Linked DNA regions of Sus scrofa: all the other regions are linked to region 2. A link is a contact called in public HiChIP or PLAC-seq and promoter capture Hi-C data. All regions are on one chromosome and are shown on one strand. The core of a region is the stretch at or near the end of the contact, and the rest is flanking DNA. Distances in the headings are between cores, read along the strand shown.

Evidence for each region. Promoter capture Hi-C pulls out the DNA fragments that hold promoters and counts their contacts. HiChIP or PLAC-seq counts read pairs in DNA pulled down with a chosen protein or histone mark.
Region 1: a promoter capture Hi-C map of fetal skeletal muscle shows a contact between it and region 2, with 4 times the contacts expected there. The contact joins the promoter of GIGYF2 here to the promoter of ATG16L1 in region 2. A contact is called at or near these places in 3 of 5 promoter capture datasets (fetal liver, fetal skeletal muscle and skeletal muscle), 6 of 47 Hi-C or Micro-C datasets (epiblast stem cells, fetal skeletal muscle, heart right ventricle and 2 more) and 2 of 2 datasets of contacts at active chromatin or transcription factors (alveolar macrophages and skeletal muscle).
Region 3: a contact with region 2 is called in an H3K27ac HiChIP or PLAC-seq map of alveolar macrophages. The contact joins the promoter of USP40 here to the promoter of ATG16L1 in region 2. A contact is called at or near these places in 1 of 5 promoter capture datasets (fetal liver), 2 of 47 Hi-C or Micro-C datasets (heart right ventricle and skeletal muscle) and 1 of 2 datasets of contacts at active chromatin or transcription factors (alveolar macrophages).

The regions. Positions count from the first base shown.
Region 1 is chr15:133,178,837-133,182,908 of Sscrofa11.1, reverse strand. It overlaps GIGYF2 (GRB10-interacting GYF protein 2), which reads right to left and starts at 2,271. Exons shown (of 30, transcript XM_021075631.1): 1 at 2,169-2,271.
Region 2 is chr15:133,650,048-133,653,974 of Sscrofa11.1, reverse strand. ATG16L1 (autophagy related 16 like 1) reads right to left here and starts at 2,511. Exons shown (of 17, transcript NM_001190273.1): 1 at 2,397-2,511. The coding sequence starts at 2,511.
Region 3 is chr15:133,950,648-133,954,772 of Sscrofa11.1, reverse strand. It overlaps USP40 (ubiquitin carboxyl-terminal hydrolase 40), which reads left to right and starts at 1,910. Exons shown (of 33, transcript XR_002339429.1): 1 at 1,910-2,457; 2 at 3,145-3,362.

The sequences.
Region 1 (4,072 bases), core at 1,022-3,521, 470 kb after region 2:
TTCTGAAAAATCCTTCTAGGCAGTTTATCATCAATCTCATTTTACAACTTTCCCTTTTTTGAAAGCTATTTTATGATGATTTCCTGAAACACATGACAGGAGCCTCCGGAAGTTTTCCAAACTGGAGTGGGGTAGAGGGGTCGCCCAAACTTCCAGACTGATTTCCCTTCTAAGACTCACCAGAGGTGTGGGAAAAGATTCCAAGATAACTGAATAACCCCATTCATCTTAGGACCAGTGAGCTGGGTACACTTTTCCTGCTAGCCTCCCTCTTGATCACACCCAGCCACACCTGACCTGCTGCCACTGCAGTTTCTGCTTCAGGGTCTTAGCCCTCGCTTCCCTAGCTTGGAGCATTTCTCCTTCGCAGAGCTACAGGTAGAGCTCCTTCGCCTGTGTCAGGTCTTTAATCAAATACTGGCCTTTCCACAAGGCCTTCCCAGGGCACTCTACCTAAAGTCAGCCCCTCCCCCTACTCCCGATTAGCCCGCCTCATTCCCCCCCCACATCACTTACCACCACACTATTTATCTTACCTAAATATGTTTTATCTGTCTAGAAATGAGTTCCGTGAGCAGAGAAATGTTGGGGTTTTGCTCCCAACACCCAACAGTGTAGTGGGGTCTCAGTATTTTTCAAAAAAAAAAAAAATAAAGGCACAAGTGAAAGAATAAATGAATGGAAGCACATAGCCCCTTCCTCTTCTTGGATATTAAAACCCTAAAGTGCTTCGTCAGGTACAGAAGAGGGATGAAGCCTTTTCTTTTGTAGTCACCACCATCACCAGTGCATTCCCCAGTGTAAATGTCAAAAGGACTGTGACATTTTTCCAGATACATGCCACTTTTTTTTCCTAGTGTCCTCTACCGATGCCAACATTTGATGTGACAGAAAAGTACATACTGCAGTTTGAGCACTCTGAAAGCTGCTACACTAACTAGTAAAACACATGAAAACCTGAATGAATGAGACCACGAGTTTGTGTTCTAACCAAAATGGACAAACTCTGAAAGGCCAGGGCTGCACATATTAGAAGGATGAAAGTTAATGTTCAGAAAAGACGACAATTTTTTTAATCTGGAAAATCATCAGATTCTAAAAACTAAACACCATGTAAGGAAATACCTTTCCTGCACTGAGAATCAAAACTGCCTATATCCAAAGTATATACACCGAATAAGGTGCTGTTCACAGTCCGGGCCCCCTCCTCAATTTCTTGCAAGTTAAACAGAAATACTTACCTTTCTTACAGAGAAAGCAGGTGTGCTTAAGTGCTCTTTCAGGAAAAGCAAGAATTAAAAAAAAAAAAAAAAACCACACAGTGCTAGATAAATGCAAACCAACGTTACTGCTTCCCGAACACGATCCTACAACCTGCTTCTTTCATACCCCCTTCCCTGGCCGCTTGGTTTGTTTCAGCCACAAAACTGAAATATTCTGAGTGCTTGGTGGGGAACTGCTTGCTGACACTTAAGGCTGATGCCCACTTCAACCCGACGTGAACGTTCGGGTCCCAAAGCTGCCACGGGATCTACTTTCCCAACCTCCGTCCCAGGTTCCGATCATGGCTCCACCTGGCTTCAGGCCTGGTCCAGACCCAGTCCTCTCGCCAAGGAAAGAGTCTCCCCAGTGCAGATGCTCGGTGAGGAAGGCAAGGGCGCATCCCCCAGAGGCCAGGTGTGGGGCGAAGCGCGGGCAGGAGCACCCGTCTGGCCGGAGCAGCTGTTACCCCAGGCACCCCGAGGCTGGGCGGGTGGCTGGTCCCGAACAGCAGGTAGCGGAAGGCGAATCCTCTGGCCCCAAGCAAGCCGGCCTGACACTGCCCACCCGACTACCCCCATCCTTCCCTCGGCTCTCTCTGCCATGCCAACGAGCCCCGGAGGAGGGGGCTCTTCGGCTCGGCGGCCGAGACGCGCCCGGGCCTGGCGTGCCCCCCGCCGTGGAGGAGGCTCCCTCCGGCCCCGCACCTGACCTGTCCCCTCGCCTGACGCCCCAGCCGGCCGCGGCCGCTGCCGGGCGGCCTGTGGGTGTCCATGCGGCTGGGCTGGGTCGGGCCGGAGCGGCGGGAACGCGAGCGCGGGCGGCAGGCCCCGGAGACCCAAGCGGGGCGGCGGAGCCAGGGCACGGAGTGGAGCCGGGCAGGGGAGCGAGACAGAGTCGCTGGTTACCTGCGGTCCGGGACAGGGTGTCTCTCAGAACCCAAGTCAGTCTCAGCCTCAACAACACAAGATGGCCGACACGTCGCCACGCACGTCACGTGACAGCGCGCCCGTTCCGCCACGCCCCCCGCTCCGCCCCCGCCCCGCCTCGGCTCCCTCCCAGCTCCTCCAGCCTCCCACGACATCCTTCCTTTCCGATTCATCCCTCCCCTTTTCCCCGGACACGCCCCTACCCGAGCCCCGGATGTCGGGCTGGACGAGGGCGGGGCCGCAGCAGGGCGCAGGCGCTTGCGGGTCACTTGGCTGGAGCTCCCTGCCTGCCCTTGAGTTGAGTAGAGTTGGTAGAACTGGATCTGGGCCAAGCGCCCTGTGACTCACCGTCCTAGGCGCCCAACCCAGAGCCCGTTGGCATTTCTAAACGCTCTGCATCGTTTACGAGCCGATTTTCCAGCCCAGAACTTTTCCACAGGTTTTCATCCAGCACTTCCTTGCCTATTTGCCACCTGGAGAAAATGGGAAAGCGACAGGAGCGGAAATCCAAAGCAGTTTCTACTTGTTAACGGTTTTGGTAGAACAGGGAGCTCATTCTACAGTTTTGGAATGTGACGGCTGGAGGACTTTAGAGCTCCGACCCTCTCCTAGTGCATCCAGGTCTATAACTCTTTTGCCTAAAAATCTCCCGTTTGGGTGTTGCTCGATAAAATACAAGCCACTCAGCAATATCAGAGACGTAACACAAAAATTATTCGTTGTTTGCCTGAAACTTCCATTTAGCTTGCTTGGTGCCCTGTGTTTTTATTTCGTGCATCTGACCACTCTACCCTTCTTGGGTCATCCCAGTCTTTCCCTGTGCCTCCAACCTCTCTCTTATTTACAACCTCTCCATTAACTTTTTTAAGTACTCAAATGTCCTTTATTTTAAAAGTTAATGTTAAAAACTCCAATTCCCCCTCTAACAAGGTCCCTACCTCTCTGTTGCCTTTCAAAGTCAATCAGCACAAAAAGCATTAAAGCCCTTTTCTGATTCCCATACTTGGCAAGCGATCATCAATTATTCCAATGAGGCTTTTATCCTGACCCACCCACCTACTGCTTGCTCTAAGGACACATCAACCTACAGGCTGATAACTGGAGTTTTTCAATCCTCATCTTGACCTAGTGCTTCCCCATCTTCAATGTGATTGACCACCTCCAACTTTCTGAAATACTTTCTTTCCTTGACCATTGCCGCTCAAAAGTTCCTTGCTGCTCAAAGTGTGATCAATGGACCAGCAGCATCAGCATCACTTGTTACAAGCATCAGCTTGTTACAAACACAGAATCTACGAGTTCCCTTTGTGGCTCAGCAGTTGACAAACCTGATTAGGATCCATGAGGATTTGGGCTCAATCCTTGACCTCGTTCAGTGAGTTAAGTATCTGGCATTGCCCTGAGTTGTATAGGTTGCAGATGTGGCTTGGATCCCATGTTGCTATAGCTGATTGAAAAACTCCAGCTATCAACCTGTAGGTTGATATATAGATATAATAACTTGTACTACATATTATATACATAATTTCTACTATATATATAGTACAAATACAAATTAATTTATATATATGGAATAATTTTATTTTTTTCTTCTTTGGCCACCCCGCAGCATATGGAGTTCCCAGGCCAGGGATCAGCTCCAAGCTGCAGCTGCAACTTGAGCTACAGCTTCGGCAATGCTGGATCCTTAATCCACTGTGCCAGGCCAGGAATCGGGTATGGAACCTGCATCCCAGTGCTCCTAAGACACCTCTAATCCTTTTGCCCGACAGTGGGAATGCCAATATATGATCTAATTTGCATATAGTAAAATTTAGCATTTTTAGCTTGTAATTTTGCAACTTTTGACAAATTTATACAAGCGTAACTATTTCTAAAATGAA
Region 2 (3,927 bases), core at 1,262-3,761:
TCCCAGGTATTAAGATTTGGGTTAAGAATCTGACTGCAGTGGCTCGGGTCGCTGTTGAGGGTTCGATCCTTAGCCCAGCACAGTGGGTGAAAGGATCCAGCATTGCTGCACCTGTGGTTTGGATTCAATCCCTGGCCCGTGAACTTCAGTGTGCCGCAGGGCCATCTTAAAAAAAGAAAAAAGAAACATTCTGGGCAGAAAGAGACAGAAACACTACCTTCATCTACATTAATTTAGTAACTTAGTTCAGCAGAGCAGGGAAGTGAATCCGGCCCTGGATGTGCTTCAGTGTCAACAGTCCCTGGTAAGATCTTTGAAACGTCACAGCGGTGCCCAGTAACAGCAGGCCTTTCAAAGGACCTGGGGTATCCAAGAGGGATTCTTCCTAAAAGTTCCTCTCACGAAAGAGAAAGATGGAGGTGGGGGGGAGAGGCTTGCTGTCCCTGTCCCTTCTTTTTATCTTTCTGCTCCAGCTCAGAGGGAGGGACAGAACAGGAAACTCCGACAGCCTTGGGAGGCGGGCAGTGAAGAGGCGGGCTGTTCCACAGTCAAACCAGAAGTGACCCCCCGAATGCCAGCTCCCCCCACAACCGACACTGAAGATTTTCCATGGGCAGAGGCCGTCTAGCCCTCTTAGCCCTCATCCCAGGCTCCTCCCCTCCGCAGGCCCCTCTGACGTGCGTGACTCACATCTGCTGTCTGAAGCTGCATTCCCTCTCCAGACCCATCTGTCCTTCTGACCTTTCTCCCAGACCCTACACCCCCTTTAAGACGTCTACTTCCAACGCGCAGAAAAACATTCAATCGTCAATGTAATTATAGGCACCTTCCGTTTATAGACAATTATGTCCATGGCTTCACAGCACTTGGACGCACAGCACTGTATTTATGAAGCAGGCAGAGCACGCTGCACCCCTGTTTCATGGGTGCCAGCAAACCAGCCTCAGGTGAGTGAAGGGAATGCAGTCAGACCTCCAGCCCAATTTGACTTGCAATGTGTATTACCTTTTAGAGAACAAGCATTTGCTAAAACACCTGATGACTTGAATTCATGTGACCCAAGACGGAATCCCATTTGAGGAAGGCGTTTCCTGTGCTTTCGGCTTTTCCGAAACAGCACTGGGCGGCTGGGGCTTCTCAGACTGTAAGGAATTAGCACAAGAGTGGCACAGCCACCCTTTTCTCCACATCCTAGTTAAGAGGAGGGGCTTGGCAAAAGCAAGGAAAGCTACTTCTTAGGGGATGAAGAGAGAAAAGCAAATGCAAAAAAGAAGCCACTGAGACTGTGTGCCCAACCAGGACCTACCATTTATCCGCTGTACCTTCCCAGAAACATTACCTAATCTCCCACAGTCTCAGTTTCCTCTTTGGAAAAAGGGCAATAATAGGATCTGCCTCAGAGAATTTTTGGAAAGACCAAGTGAAACGATACATGCCAACTATTTACCATAGCACTTAAATTTGCCTGCATATTAGAATCACTTGGGGAGCATCAAAAATCCTGAATCCTGTGTCCCACTCTCTAACACTGCAGTTCAGCTGGCCTAGGGTGTGGTCTGGGCTTTGTAATGAAAAAAAAAAAAAAAAAGTCCCCACCTGATTCTCATGTGCCCATACATTCAGGAACCACAAATCTAGTATAATCAGAATTCAATAAAGGACAACAATAGTACTTGAATCCCATCATCAACATAATTTGAGGCTTGCAGGCTTACTTCAAGAGGAAGACAAAACAATAGGTCAGAAGAATGCTTGTTTCTTCCCCGAAGTGTGTCATTAGTTCTGGTTAAAAAAAAAAAAAAAAAAATGGGGGGAGGAAGTGGGGCAAGGAAATGCTCATTAGAAGGTATCTAAGGGCACAAACACTTCTGTACTCGAATTGCAGCAGCGGGGGTGGGTGTGAGCCACCTCTTTCATACAGAAATTTTCAATAACGGTAAAGACTATGATGTCCCAACTGAAAAATACGTTAAAAGACTCTAAATATTTTAAAATCAAAGAACATCGAGGTGAAGAACAGGTCTGAGAAATGCAAGGCGAGCATTTCACTGCACTGAGAAGATGACGATAATGGCGCGAGTGAATGCCTAAAGTCTGTAACTGTTTCAGTAACGCGATGCCCGGAACAGGATGTTTCTGGAACCTGGCTATTTAACTACACAAGCGCTGTGTGCACTTGGGATTTACCAGCAGAAACGTGAACGGTGCCTGCCCGTGACGAATACCCGATGCGGTAGCGAGAGCCTCCGCAGTCACACCCAAAGATAAAAGTGAAGAGCGAAAAAGATCTAAAAAGGCCCGCGGGCGGCGCGGGGGGCTCGGCCTCCGGTTCCCACTAGCGCCCCGCGTGCCTCGGCGGAGTCCACCGCCTGCCCCCGGGCCCGCCCGCCGCTCACACTGCAGGATGATCTCTTCGAACGCCTGCCTCTGCAGCCGGTCCCGGCGCCTCAGCTCCTCCGAGATGTGGCGCTTCCACCGAGGGAAGACCGCGGCGCGGAGGCTCGACGACATATCGCCCGCTGCCCTGGCGCCTCAGCGCCGAATAGCCAAGCGGGAGCAGGCGGCCGGGGCCCGCACCATGAGGCAGCCAGCGCGCGCTGGAGGCCTGCAGCCCCAGCACTCAGCTCCGCGCGCAGGCCGCCGACGATGCCATCCGGGACGGACTTCCGATCCCTGACGGAAATAGCTTTGAACTGGGCCGGAAGGACCGCCTCCTCACCCGACGTCTTACGCCGCACGCACGCACCTGTCGGGCGCTCGCTAATGACACCATCCCGGGGCCGGAAGTGTCGGTGGTAGAGGTGCGGCCGCTAGGAGGCGTGCCGACCACGTTGGAGGCTCTGTCCTGCGGGGTTGGGGGCGGGAGAAGGAAACAGTTAAAGGGCAGTTTCTGTCCACCTGCTGTTTCTCTTGCTTTTCTTTGTTTTGTATTTTCTTTCTTGGCCTGTCTCCGTTTTCTCTATCCACTGTACCAGGAGTTGTAAACTCCCCATATCGTAGCTGCCCGACCATAGATAGTGACAACCTCCCTAAGCCTCCCTAAGGTTTCCCAGTTTGTAAAATGGGGAAGTTCCCTAAAGCGGGAAGGAAAGATACCCACCTCACGGAGTTGTCATGAGGATTAAAAGTAATTACCTCTATAGTACAGTTCACACTGTGCCTGTACGTGGTAAGCCTAACTTTATACCTAGACTTGATATCCTTCAGAGTTCTATCCAACGTTTGGTTGCTTTATCAAGAGCGTCTCATTGACCCGGGAAACAAGTTTTTATTTACAGTGAAGAAATGGAATGCAAAGAACAGCTAAAGAAAGATGTGACCAGAGCAGCCATGTTAATCACTAGAAGCCTAGAAATTACCTATGACCTAACAGTGACTGGATCCTTAGAAAGTAATTTAAGGGTTGGGATACAAAAAGGACCGTGAAATAGGAAAAGGCCCATTAGCCAGTAGATGGAAGTGGGAGGTAGAAGACACAGACTCAGGAGATGATAGCATCTGTCAACTCAGAATGGAAAACCTTGGTCTGTAATAGAATCATCTGAGCTCCATCTGCTTTCAGCAAGTTAGTGAATTTACTTCATGAAAATAGATCTGCTTCATTAACAAAGTAGGAGGCAGAAGAGAGGAAAGGAATGTCAGAAACTGCCTTCTCTTTCCATGTGTCTCAAGTCCAGAGGAAGATCCTTCACAGACAGATAAGAAAGCCTTTCATCTTCTGTGGAGCCTGGGAGTAGGACAGTCAGCCTCCTAGAGCTGTAAAGATATTTTGTTGGCAGCCAGTGGTGAGTGAGCTGAATTTGTGGGAAAGACCCACGGGGATCAGAAATAGAAGGGACTTCCTCACACCCCGAGGAAAATGAAAAGGCAGTTTCTGAAAGTCACTGAGAGTATACTAGTGGTACCATCCTCAAAAGAGCCTTGCAT
Region 3 (4,125 bases), core at 661-3,160, 300 kb before region 2:
TAGAGTTTGAATTGGGCTTTTATCAATCATTGGGATTGAAGGGAGGATCTGGGAGTACAGATGTCCCTTGCAGTGGGGACAGCATGAGTCAGGTCATGGAAGCAGAAAGGCACATGGCACATTTAGAAACTCTTTAACCAGAGAATGGATGGGTAGTAAGAAATACAGGTGGAAGAGCATTGGGACAATGGAGGCATTTCTTTTTTTTTTAATATATATTTTTTAAATTTTCCCACTGTACAGCAAGGGGGTCAGGTTATCCTTACATGTATACATTACAATTACATTTTTTCCCCCACCCTTTCTTCTGTTGCAACATGAGTGTCTAGACACAGTTCTCAATGCTATTCAGCAGGATCTCCTTGTAAATCTATTCTAAGTTGTGTCTGATAAGCCCAAGCTCCCAATCCCTCCCACTCCCTCCCCACACGTCTTTTCTCCAAGTAATGGAGGCATTTCTATAGTAAATACGGAGGAATCATCAAAGCCTCTTTGGCAGGGAAATGCGAACTCAGTGTGTGCCTCAGAGGGATCTCCTAGTGATGGGATGGATAAAACGGCAGTCCACCTAAAAGGCTGTCATCCCAACGTGGGCCAAACTTAACCAGGGCCTGATGGGCAGAGGGGGCATGGAAGCAGAAGAAGCGTTGCCCAGGCAATACTTTGAGTCACCAATGATTGGATTCATGGAGGAAAGAAAGTTTCAAATACAGCTCCAAGACTGATGCCGGATGATGGGAAAGATGGTGGTGTGGGGAGTCCATTTCTTCATTCCACGCATTGTTATTAAGGCTCTCTAATGAGCCAGGCACTGTTGAGGAGTCAGGGATACAGCTGAGCAAAAGGGGGAGCCTTCATTTTCAGGTGCTAACCTTCCAGTTCTCATTCTTGGTCAGGGAACAGCAGTTTGAGGAACACCTACTCTTAGGAAGAGGCAGGTGACGCACAGCAGGCAAAGGAGAAACAAAGGGCAGGAAATGAGGTGGGAGCATAGAGTGCCATGGAGCCATGGAGCCAGGGTGAGGAGTCCTGAAGAGGGGCCTGCCAAGGGGGCAACGTGGTAAGTGAGGGCTGATGAGAAATGAGAATAGGTGAGTCCCACTGCTTCCTGATCTACACCTTCCGACTGGTCCCCGGACTCCAGTTCTTTCCCTACGGACACTTCTGAATATCAGGAGCCACAAGAATGCCCCTCATATGTTCTAAATACCAGCTCCTTGGGCTGGTATTCACCTTGCCTCCTGCCTCTCAACCTCATCTATCACTATTGCTGTTCTCAAACTCTCAAACTGTTAGGTGAAGTCAAAATGATTTTCTCCCCAGCTCCCTCATTCGTTACCAGATGGAGGCTGGATCGGGCGGGGGAGAAGCCATGTGAGCCTAAACAGGCTATTGAAATAGTCCACCAAACATGCTCGAGGGCAAGATAGGGTAATTTGGAGGTATTCTTAGTGTACTCTTCCGTGTGAAAGCCGGCGCAGACAAAATAAACATTGAGGATGTTATAAATGATCAAAGTTATGCGGTACATTTTTCCCTAGAAATACATCTGTAAAATGTCTTCGAAAGTGCACAGCAAACAAGAAGCCCGACACAAGTGTTTCCAAAGTTTAAATAACGTGTGCATTAGGCCAGCCAAAACACACGCCATCTTTGCATACTCTACCGCAACTAACATGAGTTGCGAATAGAAGTAAATATAAACTTTAAAACGTGAATGAAAGAGTAGCCAGCAGACCGAGCGCACCCGCGAACCACGAAGCAGACAGGGACGCGAGCGTAGCCCTCTCGACGCCACTCTCCCCCTCTCCGAGCAAAAGAACTACATTGCCCATAAGTTCCCGCGCGGCGGGCCGGTGCCCCGCGGGGTATCCTGGGAGACGTAGTCCACGCGTTCCATAAATCCCTCACGCACGGGTCCGCGGGAGAGCTGCCCACGCCAACATGGCGGCGTCCGGTTGTGGGGAGTTTTTTCGCTTGGAGTTTTGGCCGGGGCGGGGGTCTGGGCTTTAGGCAGTAAGTGGGTCCGGCGGCCAGAGGTCTTGGGAGGGACGAGGGAGGCGTAGGGCCCGTAAGAGCGGCACCGCCTGAGGAGGACGAGGCGGGAGCTGCCCGGGCCGACCACGGGGCGCGGCGTCCTCCTGGCGTCGGGTCTGCCTTCCTCGTCCGCTGGGGCCTCTGCCGCCTCGCGCCCGGGGCTCCGTAGTGGCTTGGAGGGCTTGAGGGCCTGGCCTCGACCGTGGAGTGGGCGAGACAGGAATCACGACCACGCGCCCGAGGCTACACTTTCCAAGTTCCATTTTTTTCTTTTTTTTTTGCGTGTGGTGTTTTTGTTTTTTTTTTCTGGGGAACGGGTTTAAGAAGAAAATAATAGCATTTCAGCGCTTCCTGTTATTTAGGAACTGGGCTAGGCGTTTTGCATTGCTCCTCTCCAAGAGACCCTCCTCCACTTTCGAGGTGAGATCTTGAGCGGATCCTCTCGGTCCCCAGAGCTAATGTTGGGGTCACCGGATACACAGGGATGCCCTCTAGGCTCGGTGGCTTTAATGGCAGTGGTTTTTTCCCCCAGTGACTCTCCTTACGGCTCCCCAGCTTCGGGACCACGGACTAAACTGCTATAAAGATTAATTTGTTCCTGTTAACTTAAGTGCCAATAATCTGGTACAAAGAGTGTGAGAAGCAGAGATTTTTAGTAAGTGATTTATGGTCCCCAGTCCCTGAGAACCCAGGATTGGCTTTGCCCTCTCAGCAGATTAGGTGTCTTGAGGGTTTTTTTTTCTTCTTTCAGTAGTGATGTCAATATGCCTTTTTATAAAAAACAGCTGTCCTTTATTTGGGGCTAATCCTTGTACCCTAAGTGCCTTTTATTTATTGTCATTTGATTGTTTAAATGATCCCGCATGACAGTTGGTATCTCATTTCACTTATAAAACCTCAGGTTAAGTAATCTGAAAGATCACACAGGTAGTGCAGAGCAGGGATGAAAAAATTTTGATCTTGCTCCCTCCAAAGCGCAAACTACTGTCTCTGCTTTCTTAGTAGTGACTTAGAATAGGTAATCCCAAGTACAAGACAGGGAGAGGTGGGGAAATTCTGTTTTAAAAATAAAAGCCTTTACATAACATGTCATTTTTTTTTTTTAAGGGTAAAATTTAGTTTCACAATGTTTGGGGACCTATTTGAAGAGGACTATTCCAGTGTGTCAAATAATCATTATGGAAAAGGGAAGAAATTAAAGACCAAAACTTTGGAGCCATCTGCTCCTAGAGAATTCACCAATTTAAGTGGAATCAGAAATCAGGGTGGAACCTGTTACCTCAATTCCCTTCTTCAGACTCTTCATTTCACACCTGAATTCAGAGGTATGCTATGTTACATGCATTTGGCTAGTAATACGTACCCACATCTCTACATGTAATTAATTATGCAAAAGTCACAAATAGACAAAGTATTTTAAACATGTATTCCACAGTATATGTCTGTTGTGGCTAAATTGGTAATTCCACAGAAGTTTAAGTTGATTAATTCCTGTGATTTAAAATGCAACTTAAAGTCCAGTCTTTCATGAGTGCCAGCCTTCGTTATTGTCAAACCGTTTGTATTTTTGAGTTTCTCCAAAGTAATAACACTTATACCAGAGTTACAGTATTTATACAGTCCGCGGTCATTCGTCTGCCATTCTGAAATCCAGAAAACTCGGACGTCCTGATCGCATCTGAACTTGGGTGGCCTCAGAGCCTGACCTGATGTGAGACTGTTTATAGTCTTAATTCTCTCATTTGGGTGGCTAGTCATCCATTTGTTACAGGAATATGAAGTCCTTGATTAACGCTGTGGGTCCCAGACTTCACTGGGGATGTAATGTTAACACAACCCCGCCTTCGTGCGACCTTTCTAGAATCCGGAGGTGCTGAATTCCAGAGAGCTAAGATGTTGAGTAAGGGACCACGTGCAGGGAACACAAAGCCACTCAAAGGAGCTCAGTTAAAAGGCAGATTTGCTGTAAGAATAGAGGGGCTCTCCTAGAAACCACCTATAGGAAGCCACTCTGACCTGCTTGGGCCCTTGATTTCTCGCCCCTCCTGTTTCTCTACACGTTTGTCCCATCCCATCTCGGCACTCGCT